Regions from separate parts of the Ovis aries genome. Here region 1 is linked to region 2. The links are chromatin contacts, called in public Hi-C maps. All regions are on one chromosome and are shown on one strand. Each heading gives the region's core, a stretch centred on a gene start, on an enhancer-like site or on the middle of the called end of the contact. The rest is flanking DNA. Distances are from core to core; before and after follow the strand shown. Region 1 holds the start of MDGA1 (MAM domain containing glycosylphosphatidylinositol anchor 1). Region 2 has its middle 79 kb from the start of CCDC167.

The links. Hi-C and Micro-C count contacts between places; a contact is called where the count stands out from the background.
Region 1: a Hi-C map of hypothalamus shows a contact between it and region 2, with 5 times the contacts expected there. The contact joins the promoter of MDGA1 here to the enhancer-like site in region 2. A contact is called at or near these places in 3 of 16 Hi-C or Micro-C datasets (hypothalamus, liver and tail adipose tissue).

What each region holds. Positions count from the first base shown.
Region 1 is chr20:11,648,531-11,653,534 of ARS-UI_Ramb_v3.0, reverse strand. It overlaps MDGA1 (MAM domain containing glycosylphosphatidylinositol anchor 1), which reads left to right and starts at 2,579. Exons shown (of 16, transcript XM_060403599.1): 1 at 2,579-3,024. The coding sequence starts at 2,958.
Region 2 is chr20:11,513,871-11,518,633 of ARS-UI_Ramb_v3.0, reverse strand. No RefSeq gene overlaps it. Among named protein-coding and RNA genes, the nearest start is that of CCDC167, 79 kb to the right of the region's middle. Within about 2 kb of position 3,358, at least 12 of the 54 cell types and tissues checked have an H3K27ac peak or open chromatin away from gene starts, as enhancers often do. A contact at or near this core is called in hypothalamus, where this site is marked.

The sequences.
Region 1 (5,004 bases), core at 1,330-3,829, 140 kb before region 2:
TCAAGTGGAGGTGGGGTGCAGAATAAGAGTCTTCTGATGAAAGATTATGAAAAAGAATATATGTATAACGGAATCAGTTTGCTGTCCAGTAGAAATTAACACAACACTGTAAATCAATTATATTTCAATAAAATGGGGGGGGGCGGGGAGAGATTCTTCCGATGGTCTCAGACTTCCTGAGATGGACAGAAGGAAACGCGGAGGTGGGCACAGCCGCCCCTCCCTTCCTAGGCTGCCTGGAATTTCCCCAGAGGCCTGAGTCCTGCCGTCACACCCCTGAAGTCAGGGGCAGGTACTCCAGTGAGAGGCAGGAGAGGAGGGACCCAGCAGGAAATGGGTCTGGTAAAGGGGGTGACTTATCCTTTATTTCAAAATTTTGTTTTAATTTACATGCTGAAAAATTAAGTCTTTTATATGTTCTTTCAGTTTTGACAAATGCGTCGAGTCGTTTTAAACTCGATTATTAAACAGGTCCGGGGAGTAGGGGGGGGGCGGGGGGAAAGGTTTGTAATCTCGCCTCTTGCTAGTTGCGGTTTTCCGCGCTCCCACGGGTTGCCCTAACACAATCCTTGCGCACACGCCGAGATAAATAACGGCGACAGGTGGAGCAGGTGAGATTAGCCAGACCCGGGGAGGGGAAAGCGATCGGAGTGCGGGGGAGGCCGCCCGCCTCGCTTGCTCGCCTTTGCCTCTTCCTGCCGGCGTTTGGGAGGCGCGCTCTCCCCACCCCTGCTCCCGGAGGGCGGGTTTGAGGTAGTGGAGTTCGGGAGCGCGGGGACCACGTAGCGGGAGCCGGCCCCTGGCTAGGCTGCCGGAAGAGAGGGCGCGCCTGGGGCGCTTGGGGGCGCCTGAGGTCCTGAGCGGAGGCAGGACGGGGAGAAGGACAAGCTGCGGAGAACGGGGGTAGCCTGGGGGAATTTCAGCTGCGGGGTCCTGCGGACAGACCTGTTGGCAACCTGTGGGCCGCGCGCGGCGAGGGCTGGAGCTCTGATCGCGCCCTCTTCGCCCCGGGGCTCAGCCAGCGGCTCCCGCGGCGGCCCCCGCGCCGGACGCGGGGAGAGGCAGCGGCTGCCTGGAAAGAGGCGGGGCTCGGCCGGGGGCGGAGGGACTCCAGGGCCACGCAGACAGCCCTGCAGACCCACACAGCGGGCGACCGGCTCGCGCGCCTGCAGGACCCCGAGAGCCGCGGGCGCCCCGGTTCTTCCCCTTCGACCCCCGCTTCGGTCCCGCCCCCCAAAAGTGCAAAACATTTTACAAAGTGTGCCGTGCCCCGCGGGCTAGGTTAGAGTCCCGGGGGCGAACGGCCGTGCTTGCCCGGCGAGTGGACTGGGGTCCGTGCACCCGGCTCGAGCGGTGGGTCTGGGTGTGCGAGGGCAGGCGGAGAGCGAGCGCGAGCGCGCCGCAGAGCCCGCGCCGAAACCCGCGTCCCTTCGCCACTGTCCTCGGGATAGATGGATCCATTTCTGCTTTCTGACATTTTCCTGCTGGGGGGATGGGGGGCGGAGAGAGGGAGAGAAGGGGGGAAGGGCAGAAAGGGGTGGGGGGAGAGAGAGGGAGAGAGAGGGAGAGAGGCAGAAAGGCAGTCAGCTTCCCCCAGCCCTGTTTTGTTTTCTCTAATTGGTCCTGGGGGAGGCGAGGAAATTGGACAGAGGCTGGGCCCGGAGAGCTGGGCTGCCTTTAATTGGCTCCTTTTTTTAACTGGAGGGGAATCAAACAGGAGAGCGAGCGACAAAGGGTGGGAGAGCGAGAGACCGAACGAGGAGCCGCGAGGAGGAGGGAGGAGGGGAGGGGGAGGAGGGAGGAGGTGGGGGCAGGCCGGGGGAGGCGAGGGGGGGGCGCGGAATGAAAAGCTCGGGGTGGGGGGGAAAGCAGCACAGCGAAGCCCAAGTTGCCGAGCTAGGCGAGAGCTCCCACGGCCCGGAGCCCCGCGGCCGCCGCGCCCGGGAGCCCGGCTCGGCCCGGCCCCGCCTGCTTTGGGCCCCCGCCGGCAGAGGCCGCCGGGCGGGGGCGGGGACCACCAACTTGGGGCGCGGCGCAGCCCCGCTCTCCAGAGAGCTCCGAGCCCGGGAGCGCCGCCGCCGCGACCAGACGGCGGGAGCGGAGCGCGGCGAGCGGAGGCGGCGAGCGGCTCCAGCGCCGCAGCCCCGGCCTCGGCGAGAGCGCGAATATTTTTCAAACGACTCAAACTTTCCTTCTTTCCCCGCGTTCTGGGGCCTCTCTTGGATGGAATTGTTCTCCTGATTCCCGCGGGGCGCTGGGGCGCGATTCCTCCCCGGGGTTCCTCCGCGGCTCGGCTAACTTCGCGGACCCGGGGACCCGTGGCTCTCGCCCCTCGGCGGAGCCCAGCCCGCGCTTCTCCCCTGCTCTGGAGGCCCAGAGTCGGGGCTTTTCGCCTCCGAGAGGACGCCTAGCCCGGCCCCCTTGGATCGGGCCATTGAGCCCCCAGCACCGGCCGCAGAGCTGGAGACGGCGGATTAACGCGAGCCGAGCCCGGGCCTCCCCGCCCCCGCTCCACGGAGGGGCGTCCCCTGGGCGGGGAAACGGCAAGTTTGCCAGTCGTCGGTGGCCTGTTGGATCCAAAAGCCTCCGCCTCCGCGGAGGGGTCCCTGGAACCCAGAACCCCGAGCAGACAGCCCTGGGGACCCGGAGAGGCTCGGCGGCCGGGCTCTTTGGGCCGGGGCGCTGGCTGCGGCGCCGGGCGCGCCGAGGCACCCGGGGCCAGGCCAGCGCCCCCTGCGTCCCCACGCGGGCAGCGGCCCCGCCGGAGGAGAAACCCGGATCGCTGCCGCCGCCGCCGCCGCCGCCGCCTCCTCAGTCTCCTGATCGCCGCCGCCGCCCCCACCGTCGCCTCTCGGAGAAGGGGAAGACGCAAGGGGCACCGAGGGGCCCCGGCGGATGCGCCCCCCACTGCCTCTCGGGCTGCGCCGCCTCGCGGGGATGAAGCACGGGCCGTGAAGATGGAGGTGACCTGCCTTCTACTTCTGGCGCTGCTCCCCTTCCACTGCCGGGGACAAGGAGTCTACGGTAAGAGCCCGCGTCCCGCTGTAAGCCCGCTCAGCCCCGCGCGGAAACTTTGCAAGAGGCGCGAAGTGCGCGCTGCGCGGGTTTGATGGGTACCCTGGCTCGGACTCTGGAGTGGATGCCCGGGTCCCCGCCCTTTTCCAGAGCGCGAGGAAATAGAGCTAGCTGCTTCAGCGCACGGAAGCAGGTCGTAGGGTCTGGCGTTAAGCCGGGGATGCCAGGGGGAGGTAGTATCCACTTTCCCAAACCTTGCCTGGGGCGGGAATGAATCGGAAGCCTTGAGAGCATCCAGTTGGCCCGGGAGACCCTGACAGACCGCACACTGGGGACTGAGAAAGCGACTTGCACCGAAATCTTGTCCCACCCTAACTCGGCCTCTGGAGTGGAAGCCAAGCGCTGCACGATCTGGAGTTGCGCGCGGCTGGCGGGTGAGCTGGCTGCCAGCTCCGCGGCCCAGCGGCGGGCTCGCCTTCCCAGCTCTCTCGCTGGGCTTCGCTTCTTGACAGCCCAAGCGGCTGCAGGCATCCCCTAGATCCGGCTCCCACGACGCCAGGATCCCTTCTCGGACCTCTCCTGAGCCGGTTAGTTCTTCCTGTCCCCGGTTCTCAGCTACAAAACCCCAGCTCCACCTTCCTTCTCCCTGCGCGCACACAGACATTCAGCCACGGTCCCCGGGAAAGCAAACACGGCACGCGCCCGTCAGGTGACGTGTCCAAACTCTGCCTCCTGCCCACGCAGCTTTCCTCCCGCGTCCGCACGCCTGGCTCTCAGGCGCCAAGGGAACTTTGGCTACCCCCTTCTTCCTTCTCTCTCATGGGTTTTTTGGGGGAAAGATCCTGCGAGCCGGCATCATCCATTCAGGGTCACAAGGGCTCATCCCTCCCAGGAACCCCCCGTCTGAGTTCTAGCAGCCGGTAATGCCCTGACCCACAGCACAAAAAGTCTCTGGGGCCCGGTGGCCCTTGCCGTGCCTTCTCTTGACTGCAGGGTGGTCTGTGTGGGTCAGTTTTTTAATGTGGTGTAGCTGGAGTGGGGGCGATTCTCTTTCCTTAGGGTGGACGACCTGAGTATTCACCTCTAAATCAGGAGAGGGTTTGAGCTGTTCTGGGGAGGGGGTGGGAGCTGAGGTATTGTCCCCTCAGTTGCCATCCTCAAGTGCAGATGCTAAAAGCCTCTTTCTGGGGATGCCTGGCAAGAGGGAGGGGTGTCCTGGGGCGGGGGGGGGGTGGTATCTGTGAGATGACATCTTCCTGGCCCTACACAGCTAGCTAGCTTGGGTTTAATTCCCCCGGGAGGCTAGCTCAGGCATCTGGCCAAACTCTGCTTCTTAATTAGTTTGTGTCTCTTACTGCCTGGCCCTTTACATAGGCCAGAAAGGGAAAGAAGGGAGAGGAATGCAGCAGGGACTGAGAGAGGCTGGGCTGTGGAGAGGAGCCCACTGAGCGGGTTCCAGAGGACTCGGCCTCCCGGGGGCAGGGGAAGATATCCCGGTGTACTGAGCAGGTCCTGTTTCTTTTTTTCTCCTCGAGATTTCCCTACAGCTTCACTGCCTCCTTAAGAGGTGACCTCAGGAGGGACCAGCCAAGGCCTCTGCCTTCTCACCACACCCAGGGGCTCTGGAGAGCGATGGGGAGCCCTCTGCCTCTGCTGCTGCCTCTGCTGCTCTTCCCTCTCCATGCCCTTGGGCAGATCTGGCAGGCTCATCTCCTGGCCATCCGTCTCCTACATCCCTTCTAGCTTCTTGATCCTTCTCCAGGGCTGCATGAGACCCATCTCGAAGAGGCTCTCATGAGCCTAGCCTGGAAACCCCAGCCACGAGGGCAAGGGGAGGGGCGGTGGTCTCTGTGGACCCTCACTCATAGGACTCTGGGGCCAGGATTTAGCCATTGCCTTATAAGTCCCCCTTTCACTGTATTTTCTCCACTCCCTCGTGTGCCTGGGTTGTAGCTGCTCTCAGAGCAAATCAAGGTGGGCTTGGTGTAC
Region 2 (4,763 bases), core at 2,109-4,608:
CCAGCTCCCTCTACCAGGGACGGGCCCCAGGGGTGTGTGCGTGCATGCCCGCACACACATCAGACCCTGACACACCCACGCACACACAGTCACATACATGCGCCCTCTCCCTGACATCTCCTGTGCACTCAGGCACCCACATAGACACACTCGGAGATGCACAGGTGCAGGAAGACAAGTTCTGACCTCCATGGCTCCACTCAGCTGGGCCCCAGGGCCGTTAGCAGAGCTGGCACCCCGCACCATACAGACAGCAGCCCTCTGCCCTCACACCAGGCCCTCCACAAGCTCCTCTCCCTCTGCTTGGCTTTTGTGAAAGGAAAAGAAACTTCTCAAAGGAGATGCCAGTCTCCCTTGTTTCGAAGTCCTGTATCGTGGCCCAGTGTGAGGAAGTTCCTCCTCCCAGTTAGCATCAAGCCTCTGCAAAATCAGGCAGGCCAGCTCCCGAGGACAGAGACTGTTCCCATCTGATGGCGTAGCTCAGGTCCCAGGAGGGCCTGAGCCACACTCCAGAGCCGAGTTACACAAAAGGGCTTTGGGTCTGGGCTCTGAGGGTTCTAACCCAGCTGTGAGTGACCTTGGGTGAGTTACTAAACCTCCCTGAGCATCAGTCTCTTTGACTGTGTTGTTATTTAGTTGCTAAGTTGTGTCTGACTCTCCTGCAACCCTATGGACTGTAGCCCACCAGGCTCCTCTGTCCATGGAATTTCCCAGGCAAGAATACTGGATTAGGTTGCCATGTCCTTCTCCAGCTTCTTGTCTGTAAGTGACGACAACTATGGTTCCAGGGCGTGTGAGGAGTGAGTGAAATTATACCTGTAACATGCTTAGCACAGAGCATAGCATTAGTATGTGCTCAACAAATTCAACGGTTATCATGGGACCCCAACCCTAGCACTCCTGGCTTCCCACTCTCCAGCCGGGGTCTACTCTTTCCCCCTGGGCCTGGCTCTTTCTTGCTTTCTTTCCCTGTCTCCGAATAAGAAGATAGGTTATTAGTACAAATTTGATCAAAATGACACATGGATTAGCATGTACGCTGAAAAGTCTAATTCTGTTTACTGTTCTAGGAGAGCATGCAATTATTATGGGAGCTGGGACAGAGTGTTTTTAATAACATTTCTTGTTAAGATTTAATTACAGGAAATTGTATTTTCTTAATCACTGAAAACTCAACTGGCTAGGAAAAGAATCGTGATAATTTTGTTTGCAGTTTATTAAATCCTTAGGATATTCCTTCTCTTACATTTGCTTTTATTATGTGCTGCTGCTAAGTGCTTTTTAACCCTTGGAGCTATGAGGAGGGAGGCCCACACAAGGCCATCCCGTATGTCTCTCACCCTCAGGCCCTCCAACTTCTGGAAAATTTGGATGCAAATAACCTCATAAACTACAGTGACTTAGGGAGTTGGGGTGTTCGGTTTCCAGTTGGGCAAAAGAGAACAGGTACATTCCCATCCTTGATTGAAGTTGGGGGGCTGAGGGCTTTCCCCGGCGGTCTAGTGGTTAAGACTCAGAGATTTCAGTGTAGGAAACTCAAGTTGGATCCCTGGTCAGGGAATTAAGATCCCACAGGCCATATGGAGTGGCCAAATAAAATAAAATGAAGTTGGTGGTCTGATAAACCATTCTCTGAATGTCTGGCCCTCCCACCAGCCTGCCCTGAAAACATGGGGTATTGCCCTACCAAGAACCCCGAGGAAGATGATGGAGGTGACAGTGTTACCCCTCCTTCACTCACGAGGTGACCCCGAGCACCGCAGGAGGTGTAGGGCCTGGGGAGACGCCATGAGAGCCAGATGCCTGCTGGAAAACTCTGGGAGAGGCCTCAGTCCTACAGCTGGCCTTGCCTGAGTTTCCTGCCAGGACTGAGCTTAGAGCTGAAGCCACAGAAATGGATGAGACGGAGCTCCGCCCAGGGTGTCCACAGGGCCCTCCCACTTCCCTTTGCAGCTTCTGTGTGTGCGTGAGAGGGGCACAGGGAGGCAAGGCATGCTGGAGGAAACAGGAGGTGTGAAAACCAGAGGTGCAGAGGAGCTGCAGTCTTACCAGTTCCTCCAGCTAACCATGCTCAGGGGAAAAGACGCAGTATTCCCCACAACATGAGGAGTGATGCTTATAAAACCAACGTGAGACACTGGCCCGCAAGGATGTGTGCACCTGTGATTAGGTAAGTATTCCTCAGCCAAAGGAAATCAGCCCCTCCTGCAAAATCCTGTGCCCCAGTAGTGTGTGCCACATGGAGGTGGAGGCGGAGGTGTATCTAGCCTAGGGCTCTCTTGGCCCCAGTCGCAGCTTCCTCTGCACCCGACCCTGTGACTAGCCATGTCCGGACAATCTCTATTCTGCCTTTCCTCCAGAAAGCTTCTCCCTTTCAGCAGCAAGGGCAACTGTGTCTGTAGCCTAGGGCCCTCCTGCTGCAAATCAAACCTGTGACCCCTCCATCCTTTGGGAGAGGTAGGAGAGAGGGACAGTGAGACAATGAATGGGATTCCCAGTAGATCGGCCTCAGCTGGTGCAGCTCCACGTCTTTCCACTCTCCTCTAAGCTCCGAGCCCCTTGGGCTCTCTTAACTGCCCCCTAGTGTGGCCTCTCTGTTCCCTCCACGTCCCTTTGTTCTCTGGGGTTTGGGGGAAACAGTTCTGACAACCTTAACCCCTGATGGTAGAACACACCACATCAAAGAGGTGGCAAGAGAGGCGCTGGATAATAGATGGCTGGAAGCATGAATGATACATATGCAGATAAATGATGGATAATGGGCCCACATGATGTATAGGCGGCCGCCCGAGTAATAGATGTGTAGATATGTATAGATTGATGGAGAGAGACAGTTTCGGAGACAACACAGGGCAGTTGGAAGGACTCATCCAGGAGCCACGATAGATGCCTTGATTCTAGATGGGCAGGGAAATGAGAGGCAGGATCGGTGCCTAGTGAGACAAAGCAGAGGGATATCCTGAAGAATGGCTTCCTGAAAAGAAGGGACAAGAAAAAGACAATGGGCTCAGGATGGACACCCAGATGCTGCTGTCGCCCAGGTAACCAAGGTGGGTCACAGGATACAGGGAGCGAGCTGAAGGACCCTGCACACATGGACAAGTGATGGATGTGCCAGGAGATGAGAGATGGGCAGGCCGATAGGTCAGGACACTCATCTCTGTTCCCCTTGGCCTCGCTCAGCTGCGGGGGCTGGGCTCCCAGACCCCTGGAGCAGAACCCCGCGCGAGGTGCTGAGCCGCTGCTGGCCGCACGGGGGCGCCCACGGCCGGGGTGCTCGCACGAAGGGGCGGGGCAGGGCGGGGCTGCAAGCGGCCGAGGGTCCAGCACCCTGGAGTCTGTTTCCATGACGGCTGGACCCACGTGACCCGTCCCCAACTCCTCCCTCTCCTTGCCTTCATAAATAATGTCCCTGGTTGAAAACTGCTCCCCAAGGCAGGGCAAGAGAAAGGCTTCTTGCTGGGCTGATTTCCCCAGAATCGAAGCAAGTCTTTGAAGGCCAGAGGCTCTGCCTTCCGGAGCTGCCCAAGTCAGTTTGTGCCTTTCCCGTCTCTCCCTCAGCTTTGCCCCTCTTCCCTGTTTTAAATCGTTTCCCTCCCCCTAGTGCTCAGGGTCTTCCTGACCCCAGCTCTTCTCTGGAACCAGCCGAGAGAGACAGCTATTGTTCTGGAAAGGCCAAGACAAACTCCTCGGAGAACGGCGCTGGAGGCTTGGGGGTCGCTGGAGCAGATAAGACCCTCTATCAGCTAAAGCGGGGATGAAACCTAGCTGAGGTGGGGGCCTGTCACAACCAGAGTCGGCAGCCCCTCTCTGGCCCCGCCCCCCGCGCCCCGCCTCCAGATTCAGAGTAAACGGATCTAGGACGGACCGCTGTGGAAGGCCCTTCCTCAGCCCCCAGCTCAGATCTGCCCGCAGCTTTGATGGTAGAAAACTGCAGAGGAGATAGGAGGAGCTGCGGCCCGTAGCAGTGGCCTCTTGGAGGGTTGGGTTCCTGGAGGTGGAGCTGTCGCCACTGGAACAAAAGATCTCTTGCCTAAACCTCTGGCTCATTGTGTCCACTGGAAGCCCTAAGCACAGCCTCAAGCCCTCCAGAGGAGAGAAACTCCGCTGCTTCCAAGTCAAATCTTCACAGTTCTTTTCAGCAACTGCGTATTACCCGACCCCAGGGCCCCTGGAAACAGAGAGCCATGGAGAAGGTTCTGAAGAGCGGCCAACCCCGGAGGCACAGAGAGGTTAAGTGATGAGCTCAGTGTGCTACAGCCTGGAAGCTGCAAGGCTTTAGCCACCATCAAACCTGGGGAAATCTCAGTCCTGGAAAGTTACAGAAAGCATCAGGGAAGGAAGAGTGCAGAGAAAGCGGTCAAAATGTGGGGTATTTTTCATGCGCTGGCTCCCCGCCCCCGCCCCTGTCAACCAATGGCCAAGTGCCCATCTCTGCTTCATACACCCCCTCCAGTTCGTTGCCACTGAGATTTTTTTTTTTTTTTAAATCTGGCTACTTTGCCTCTACCAAAGGTGACACCAAAACCATCTTTAACAAGCAGTGGTGGGGACTTCCCTGATGGTCCAGTGGTTAAGACTTCCGCCTTCCAATACAGGGGGTGTGGGTTCGATCCAGGGTCAGAGCTAAGACCCCATATATCTTGCAGCCAAAACCACAAAACAAAATAGAAGCAATATTATAATAAATTAAATAAAGACTTTAAAATCAAAAACAAGCAGTGGGGGTTGTCCAGGCCAGAGTTGGGGGTGGGTGGGTGGGT